2 separate regions of the Zea mays genome follow, and region 2 is linked to region 1. A link is a contact called in public Hi-C data. All regions are on one chromosome and are shown on one strand. Each heading gives the region's core, a stretch centred on a gene start, on an enhancer-like site or on the middle of the called end of the contact. The rest is flanking DNA. Distances are from core to core; before and after follow the strand shown.

Evidence for each region. A called contact is a pair of places that touch in the nucleus more often than the background predicts.
Region 2: a contact with region 1 is called in a Hi-C map of leaf, with 4 times the contacts expected there. The contact joins the enhancer-like site here to the promoter of LOC100280473 in region 1. A contact is called at or near these places in 2 of 25 Hi-C or Micro-C datasets (leaf and tassel).

What each region holds. Positions count from the first base shown.
Region 1 is chr4:107,849,144-107,854,422 of Zm-B73-REFERENCE-NAM-5.0, reverse strand. It overlaps LOC100280473 (SAM domain family protein), which reads left to right and starts at 3,390. Exons shown (of 6, transcript NM_001153393.1): 1 at 3,390-3,792; 2 at 4,289-4,404; 3 at 4,674-4,800. The coding sequence starts at 3,463.
Region 2 is chr4:108,084,344-108,089,225 of Zm-B73-REFERENCE-NAM-5.0, reverse strand. No RefSeq gene overlaps it. Among protein-coding and RNA genes, the nearest start is that of LOC100280473, 240 kb to the right of the region's middle. Within about 2 kb of position 2,480, at least 7 of the 20 cell types and tissues checked have an H3K27ac peak or open chromatin away from gene starts, as enhancers often do. A contact at or near this core is called in leaf, where this site is marked.

The DNA.
Region 1 (5,279 bases), core at 2,141-4,640:
CCAACACAAACATTTGGACTAACTAAGTTTGCCCGAGTGTATAGATTACACAGGTGTAAAAGGTTCACACTCAGCCAATAAAAAGACCAAGTTTTGGATTCAACAATGGAGCTAAGTGGGAACCGAAGGCCCTCTGGTCTGGGATCACCGGACTGTCCGGTGTACACCGGACAGTGTCCGGTGCACCACCGGACAGTGTCCGGTGCACCAGAGGACTCCAGCTCAAACTCGCCACCTTCGGGAATTTCCAGAGGCGACTCCGCTATAATTCACCGGACTGTCCGGTGTACACCGGACAGTGTCCGGTGCGCCAAGGGAGGTCGGCCTCAGGAACTCGCCAGCTTCGGGAAACTCCAACGGCTAGTCCACTATAATTCACGGGACTGTCCGGTGTGCACCGGACTGTCCGGTGCGACTCCGGTGCAACGGCTATCTCCGCGCCAACGGCTCTCTGTCGCGCAATAAATGCGCGCTCTGCGCGCGCAGATGGCAGGCGTGCCCATACTGGCACACCGGACAAGGAACAGTACCTGTCCGGTGTGCACCGGACACCCAGGCGGGCCCACAAGTCAGAAGCTCCAACGGCTAGAATCCAACGGCAGTGATGACGTGGCAGGGGCACCGGACTGTCCGGTGTGCACCGGACTGTCCGGTGCACCATCGAACAGACAACCCAGCCAACGGTCAAGTTTGGTGGTTGGGGCTATAAATACCCCAACCACCCCACCATTCATTGCATCCAAGTTTTCCCACTTCTCAACCACTTACAAGAGCTAGGCATTCAATTCTAGACACATTCAAAGAGATCAAATCCTCTCCAATTCCACACAAGGCTTTAGTAATTAGCGAGAGAGATTTGCCGTGTTCTTTTGAGCTCTTGCGCTTGGATTGCTCCTTTTCTTTCTCACTTGTTCTTGTGATCAAAACTCCATTGTAATCAAGGCAAGAGGCACCAATTGTGTGGTGGCCCTTGCGGGGAAGTTTTGTTCCCGGCTCTGATTTGAGAAGAGAAGCTCACTCGGTCCGAGAGACCGTTTGAGAGAGGGAAGGGTTGAAAGAGACCCGGCCTTTGTGGCCTCCTCAACGGGGAGTAGGTTTGAAAGAACCGAACCTCGGTAAAACAAATCCACGTGTCACACACTTCATTATTCGCTTGCGATTTATTTTGCGCCCTCTCTCGCGGACTCGTTTATATTTCTAACGCTAACCCGGCTTGTAGTTGTGTTTATATTTGTAATTTTCAGTTTCGCCCTATTCACCCCCCCTCTAGGCGACTATCACACATACCGCAACAGCCGCTTGCTGGACATCAGCATAAGAGCTACAAGTTCTCAACGACCTGAAATCGGTCCCCCCACGGCCCCACTGCATCTGCAGCCCGTTCACGCGCACGGAGAGGTCTGGCTCGCCGGCGGAGGCCGTGGCGCGGACGTACGTCGCGCGCTGCCGCCCGGGGAGCAGCCGACGTCGCTGCATCTTTGAGGCGGCCGTCGAAGCGCGAAGCGTCAGCGATTCCATGGTGCGATGGTCCTTGTTTTTTTGCGACGGCCGACGGGCTCCTCTGTTTTGGTAAGAATCTGAGGGAGTATCACGGATGAGGAGATCGCGGCGGTGTTCGTCCGTACCTGCGAAGCCGCCGGTGTGGGGAGGAGAGGGAGCGACGGCGGCGCGGTGGGTGCGCGAGAACCCTAGCGACGGAACCGAAGCGTTCGCAAGAAGCCAACTGATGGCCGCTTCTCGAGCACCGTAGACGGCTCGCTTCTATTCGAAGCGCTGCGAGGAAAAGCCGCCCGAGAAGCTGGCCGTTTGGTTACAGCTTCAGCTTCTGGCGGCCAGAAGTCGTCCAGAAGCTGAACCAAACAGGGACATAAATTTACAAAATGATTGGTTGCAAATGAGGACATAACATACCACGATGGTCGGTAATCCTTTCTTTTCCTCCCATGCATAAATCCTCCAAGGGCAATCACCACCTTTAAAATAGCCAACATATCTAGTTGTCGAAGTAACATAGGTTCCAAGCTCAAACTCATGCTTTATGACATACTGCCTCATAGCAATTCAAAATTCCTTCATGTTGGGAAACAAACTGCCTGGTTGCATTAACGGATTTATTTTACCATACATAACCCTCTTCTCATCTGGTAGGTAGTCTTCACATGGTTGGTCTATATTGTGGTCTCCTAAATCAATATGGCTGATTGATCCAAATTACGTGTACCACCTCTTAATTCTTCATCTCTTCTATTTCCCTCATCCTTGTCATCTTCATTAAGTCCAAGTTGAGAATACATTTGCATCTCACATGGAACATCACGTCTCCCTTCCTCCTCCCAAAAACCACAGAGAACCATAGAATTCCAATCAAACATAGATTTTTCTTGTACAATCTCATTGTCCTATACGACAAAGATCAACTAAATGAAATCACATACAAAGCAGAGCTCGCTTTACTAAAAACAAAGAGCAGTCACAACTTACCTTGTGAGGGGAAGACACGCCGAGGCCTAGCACTGGTACATGCATCAATGTACAGAGATCGATGGTTACACTGTTGATGATAGAAGCAACACTAAATGTGGACAATATATAACAACCAACAGAAGAGATATGCCTAGGGGGTCGAAGCGTCAACCTCGGTGTCAGTATTCGGGGCTGATGCATCCATGGCAGCGACGACGAGACTGCAGTCTAGCCAGCCGACCGTGCTCCACTGTAGGAATTGGGGAATGGGAAGAGATTGTGACATCGACTTATACTGCTTGTTGTGTGGATCTTCAATGCAATCGGGCACATCTAGGGGAGAGAATGGGAAGGGAGAAAAGAGAAGGAGAGAGAAGGTCACAGGAGGAATTCACGAGGGACGACGAGACGAGCTGTGAGAAGGCCGAGGGCGACATCCGTGTGACCAAGCAGACTAATCCTCATGGTAGAGAATTAAGGTGTGTTTGATTGTGGGACAGCTATGACAGAGACGTCCCCTGGCATCTTCTCTCGTCCCTTCAATTTTAAGGGACAACTGGAGATAACACTGAGATAATCTTGTCTTAACCATTGACTCTAAACCAAACAAGCTTATTTAAGGAATCGTCTCATCCCGCCCTGTCATGTCATTACACCAAACGCCTCTTCGACGCGAGTCTATACTGGCGTTTGCGTGTTGCGTGGGTTTTCTGTTTCGTGGAAGCCAACCATGTTTCATAATGATAAACTGATAATGGTAAAAAATGTCCGCGGAGTCAGGCCACGCCATGGGGAAGCGCCGCGGAGAGTCGGAGACGCGCTGCCCAGGTGCTCGTCTAGCTGGGCCTAATGAAACGAAACGTTGGGCCGGCCGAGCGAGGAGGACCGCATGATGATTTGCTAAGGGGTTAAGCGAAGAAGATTCCGAGGGGATAACGAAGAGTGGCGCAGTGGCCATCGAGACTCGAGAGGGAGTGGCAGACGCGAGGTTGCAAGGAGATGGCGGACGGCAAGGGAAGGGAGAATTCGGCCGTGGCATTGAAGACCTCGCCGTCAGTGCCGATGGCTCGGGGATTGCGCGGCGGTAGTAACCCTCTGGAGGAGTGGAGCGGCCGCGTAAAAGCGATTGAGGCCGGGTTCCGTGCGTGGATGGCGAAGCAGCCCATCCACATCGAGGCCGCGGTGTCCACGGCCGTTGGGGCGGTGCAGGGCGGGGCTCTGGGTGGGCTCATGGGCTCGCTCACAGCCGACGGAGGGTCGCCGTTCCCCATCCCGCAGCCGCCGTCCAACGCCAACTCGGATGCCATGGCGTCGTTCAAGCAGGCCCAGGTTGTCAATCAATCTTGTCCTGGGTGATTTACGTATTTTTGATATGTAAAATTCGACCATTTATCCCGTAATTGCAATAGCGGATGTATTAATCTAATCCGTATAGAGTGTTTATCTGTGAAAGGAAGCAATTTACCATTAGTTTCAGCTGCCTGTTCCACTGTTTGAAGGTGATAGCATGAATGTGATTACTGATTACAGTGACTTGTATAGGGTGAAGTCTGTCTTCAGTGTTTGATATATTGGGTAGTGTGTATGAGTCTGGGACAACATTTGATGTAGTTAAATGTAGCAATATGGTTTGGAGAAAATTAACAATTGATTATGAATTGCATAAAGTATTATATACTGTATGAATCATCCATTGTGTTCAATGACTACTGCCAAATCAAATTTGAGGAAGTGCCCACTTATTTGTAACGATCAGTCCTGTGCCTTGTAGTGATAATTATCGTTGAGTTAATTTGCATATCGAGGTTAACAGGGTGATGTGTAGGCTCTAGCTGCTGGACCCTTGGTGCAAGCCCGAAACTTTGCAGTCATGACTGGCGCAAATGCAGGCATATCTTGTGTCATGAGAAGGCTACGAGGACAAGAGGACATCCAGGGCAGGTGAGGGTTCATAGTTTTATTTTATCTTTGTGTACACTTCAAGTTCAAGGAGTGTTTGATTTAATCTCACTAATGTTAAGATGTACTCATTTTAACATCTTCATACATCTGAATCAAAGCTGGTAATTCTTATATTTCTTTTGCCTATTAGGTGCATAGACTGATATCTTGATGCAATGCTTGAATCCTGGCTAATGATTGTTTTAGAAAATCCTAGTTAATTAATTAGATATTATTAATTTATGTTTGACAATGTCTTGTTTGTATAGCATGACAGCTGCTTTTGGTTCTGGTGCTCTTTTCTCCATAGTGAGCGGAATGGGAACTCCTAATCCAGTTTTAAATGCAATTACAACTGGTGTTGCTTTTGCAGTATTTCAAGGTGGCTTTTTCATGGTAAGTACCTAGCTATATTTGTCAATTAATGAAATATGGAGTCACTTTACAGCTATAGTTCCTTGGTATCAATAGATTTTATGTATTTAGTTGAATAAGTGCTCCTTTCTGCTGAGTTCTGTTATCTTGCAGAATTATTTGAACAAGTTTCTAGAAGCTAAAATATATTTTGGTAGTGCGGTATTTTGATTTTTGTTGAAATCACTACTTGAATGATCTTACCACAAAGACAACCGACTATTTGCTAATCAATATTGTTATGTGGTATTATTTCCGTTCACAAATATATGGCACTGTTGACTTTTTTCGAAAACTTTGACCACTCGACTTATTCAAAATATTTATTCAAAAATATAAAATTTGAAGTCAAGCACAAACTACTTATGTGATACAACAAATAAAAAAAATTGATAACTTATTATTTTTTGAATAAGATAAGTGGTCAATTTTTTTTAAAAGTTAACTGTGTCATATATTTA
Region 2 (4,882 bases), core at 1,231-3,730, 240 kb before region 1:
CCATCAAGGCCTTTGACGGATCCACCATCAAGTTTTATTTTTGAAAACATTCCCACCCACTGAAGCATCACTTTTGTTTTAAAACAAAACATTTTTGTTTGATAAAGCAAGGCTAAGCATCATAAAATTCTTTTTTAAAAAGGATATCAAGGAAGGGTAATCAATTTTCAAGGAAGGAAATGCATCAACGCTTTAGCACACAACTCCTATCACCTAATGCATCAAACAAGGTGATAAAGATTTTAAAACATCAAGGAGGTGGCAAATGCACCGGGGCTTGCCTGAATAACACTAGGTTAGTGTTTGTTAGGCGATGTCCACTTGACGATCATCTTTTATGTTTGCACTCGTTCAAATTATCCATCTTCTGGTTCGTCCATCAGCATCAACCTGCGGATTAGCCCGCGCTTGGGTTCGACTTGGGTCGTCTTCCGTGTCACGTGATTAATTAACGTACCTGAATGATATGCATAATGCACATGTATGCATATAAGGAGGAATATCGCAAACCTAAATAATACTTATACGACAGCGAATTAAACACCAAACCTAGAACAAGCTGACTAATTAAGCAGGGCATGGACTACATCCATTAACCAAATTGACATAATAACACTAGAAATTCTATTTTCATTCCTAGCTTTTTATTAATTCTTTAAACTGTGTATTTTAATTACTTGATTTACCGATTTATCTAAACCAAACATCACAATATACGTATGCTAAATTAATAACAATTATTGCGATCAACAATTCTATTTAATCTATTTATATACCTAGTTGACTGGAATACGAATCAACTTACCCTTATTAAATCCGACTTGAAACAACGAAATCGACGACTCCTTTCAGCTCAGCATTTCACCGGAAATAGGGTGAGTGCTGTGTCGAATCACGCTTCATCTTTATCCGCATCGAGTATCCTCCGGTCGCGTACTAATTTATTTTCTTCTGCGCCTAATCTTCTCGGATCTTGGCGTGGACGAGGATGACGATCGACGACTTGTTCGAGCTTTCTGTCGAGCACTTGGGACATCGACCAGGGGCTTGCTTCTCCACATCTTCTTGGGATTCTTTTGTCGGCGCGAGCATAAGTCGGAGACAGCATGTAGGGACCGACATCGAGGTGGGGTGAACGAACGACGACAAGATCGAGTCTGGAGCGAGCTGGCGAGGACACGAATCCAGTGAGAACTCTGACGACAGTGAGATCACGAGCTCTAACACCACGGGGTTAAGCAGCGAACGTATTCGGCGGCCACACATGTGTCGAACCGAAGGCGACAAACCGATGAAGCAAAGTTCGTCGATAGGCACCATGGAGGAATCAGCGATGTTGCTACACACACGACGACGAACGACGCAACGACGGGCAGTGAGAGATCGCAGACTGAGTAAAGACTCGGCGAGCAATGACGTGAGGAGCAAAGCGAGGTCATGGCCGGGCAAACTCAATGGCGCGGACTGCCCCGCAGCCAGGACTAGAGACGGACACGCGGCTAGAGACCCAAGCATCCGAAACCGACGAACGACAACGCGAGGAGCAAGGCGAGCTCTACAGCATGGGCAACAGCACAGCATCGACAAGAACACCGTGCATAGGCATGGGCGACTTGGGCGAGCTGGGCGACGACGCGCAGAAACTTGAATCAGGGAGCAGGAGGGCGCGCTAGACAGCCAGACTTGGGACGCGAAGATGAAAAACGACGGTGCCATGGACGGGGAACAGGAGCACCGCGAGAACTCCATGGCTGGGCGCGCGTCACGAGCAGAGGGAGCTGGGAACCGCGACTTCCATGGTCGAGCAGAGAACCGGCAGGGCGCGACGTGCTGACGGAGAGCCAGAGCGCGCGCGGGATGAAGGGATCGAGCCGCGGTGCGCAAAGAGCTTCGCGCGCGCGTGGGCACAGAGAAGCAAGCGCGTGGGATGAAGGAGCAGAGGTCCGCGCAAACACGGCTGGGCACAGGGAGGAGCGCCGGCGAGCCGGAGCCGGAGGCTGAGCAGGTAGGGACGAGCGCCATGGGAAGCAGGCAGAGGGAGCTCCGCGAGCAGAGAGGAATTGGGGGAAGGCTGCAGCGCTGGGAGCTCGGCTGGACGCAGCTTCCATGGGAGATGGCGGCCATGGCAAGGAGCTTGGGGGATGGGCGCGCCGCCATGGGAGAGCGCCAAAGAGTTTCGCGGTCCGAGCACAGGAGGTGCAGAGAAGGCAGTCACGCGCGCGTGAGAGAGCTTCAGAGAGAAGCAGCGGCCGAGTAGGAGCCAGGGCGCGCGACCCAGGGCGCGGTGAGCTTGCTGTGCCAGGGAGCAAGGCGCGGCATCAGGGGCGAGCTCAGCCATGGGGGAGCTGGATGCGCAGGGAAGAAGGAATGCGCGCGCGTTAAAAAGGAGCAGGGGCGGCGAGATTTTTCTCCTTGAGTGACGGATGCAGTTAACGCAGAGAGGATTTTTCTTTCCCCCGGTGGCTGGAGATCTTTTCTCCCCTGAGCGACGACCGGATGAAGACGAGGGAACGACGGTGGCTGAAAAAAAATCGGAGAATGGGATAGAGATGGCGGCTGAAAAAATCAGAGAAGAGAGAGAATAGCGGGAGAGAGAGGATATTTCCATTTCCATTTTTGTTATTTTCTCTCTCGCGCAAAAATATCACGGTTCCAAAATTAAGATTTTGAAGAGCCAAATTAGATCCGGCTACAGTATTTAGACAATATTTAAGACAACACTGGTTTGGTCGAAATCAGATAAAAATTTATCTGTCTACAAAACACAGTTGATTTGATTATCCTATAATGTGGGCTGAAGAACAAATTGGATTATAACCTCGTGCACGGTTTTTCCTCGGACAATGCGCGATTCAGATTATTTTACCCCGAACATTTTAATCGTCGAGTTCAAATTAATTTGCTCGGAACAAAATCATCAAAGTGGGTTGGGCTTTCGAATTCGTATTCGTGCGAGCGACGAATTTTAAATAATCATCGGACGCACAGATTTTCAGAACAATGATGTTCCGAACATCACGAGAATTTTGGAAAAGCCCGGATAGATAAAAATAAAAATGATGTCGCACTCGCGACGGATGAAACATATGCGATATTAAAATCGCGATAGGCGAAGATAATTAAAATTTAGCATCCGTTTCATCCACTGATATTACGTGTTAAAGTCCGCACTCGAGGTCGAGGAGACGATAAATGCCTGGGGTGTTACATTTTTGCTGGCATGTAGGTGCAATAATATGACTTTGTACCAAGTTTTAGCCACTAATTTTCCAAGTTCTCTGCTCATTTGAAAAGAATAAACATAAAGGTTTAAAGGAAAATGACTTTGCACCGGAGTCCCTGGGCTTATCCTTATTTGAGTCGTTTAAACCGTGCCCCTGAAGAACTATTCATATGTGTCACTGACTTAGCACTGAACCCCCTTGCTTTTTACCCCCTCTAACCCGCGCTCCTCCCTCGCCTAAACAGTAACCGAGGAGGAAAAAGCGGTGGCACGTTTTACCGGCGACGGTAGAGGTCCGGCGAAGGGTCGGGTGAGGTCCGGGGGTCTCTAGCGATCACGTCGAGGTGTCGGTCGTCGGTGGTGGTGACCGGAGGTGGGCTGGCCGCATGCGCAGGCGGTCGGGCTCGCCGGTGGTGCGTGCTCCGGCCTGCTCACGGTGGTAGAGTCAAATCAAAGTGCTCGGGGAGCTTCATGGGATGTCAGTGACGCCGTGGGTGCAAGGAATTGGATAATAGCTCACCGTGTGACCTGGTCCACGCGTGGCGGAGGTCGACCGAAGTCCGGCGGTGTCGCGCTCGCTTCTCTGGTGAGGCAATGTCTCGGCTGAAGCTTGGAAAAGCATCACATCCTCTTGGGGAAGCCGTCTAGGGGCTAGGGCGAGGCTGGGGGTCGACGGGAAGGGCTGGCCACGACGGTCGTGCTCAGGCTGTGATGGTGGGCGGTGTAGAGCTCGCCGGAGTTGGAGTTTCTGCTCGGGGAGTGAGGCAGAGTGAGGGGTGGACTGCTGCGCACCAGGGGCACTTATAGGCGCCCTCAGGCATGGCTGGGCATAGGCGCGAGGACAGGAGCCGACCGTGCCTGGCGCCCGCGCAGAGGGCAGACAGTGCGCGACCGAGCGCTTGAGCACGCGATCGAACACGTGGAGGTGTGTTTCTGCCCTAGTTCAAACGCCTGTTGGTCGACCTAAACATGCATATCTTGCCAAGGATCCTGTGTATCGTTTCTTCACCGTGCCAAGGGCTCTCTGCCGTGTGTGAGTCCCGAGTGAAGATATGGCCTGGGTGAGAAGATATGGTGGTGTGAAGTCAGCTCTGTCTGCACTGTTCAAACCGAGACAAAACCCATGCCAAATCAAGTCAAACGATTTTGTTTTGATTTCCAACTTCACCAAAGTGTTCCTGGGGTATTTTGGCGCCACTTTGATATTTAGACTTTATGGATTCGAGTTTTGGAAAACAGAGAACACATCTGAACTTTAGAAAGGGGGTTAAAATTCAGATTCTGAATTTCTGAATTTTCAATAGAGGCTTTACTTCATGGGATGTTTTGGGGATTTTAAAAAATCCAAATGATCAATCTTCCGTACTACATTTTGTAGTGTATTTAATGCACTATAACTTTGTTAATTGGTCCATATTAAGATTTTGTATTTTTCCCAAGTCTTTTCTCTAATTCCCTTTTTGTGCTCAAATGGCCAATTTGAATAGTGTTAGGGTTTTGAATGACTTTCTCTCTTGAGGTGCATGATGTGCTTAGAACATGATTCTTGAGCTGAAAAAGACTTACTTAGGCTTTAATCCTTTAAGTTTAGGTGTCTCTTTCACTATTAGAGCCACATGTGATAATGTTCACAAGTTGGGGTACTAGGAAAAACCCTAA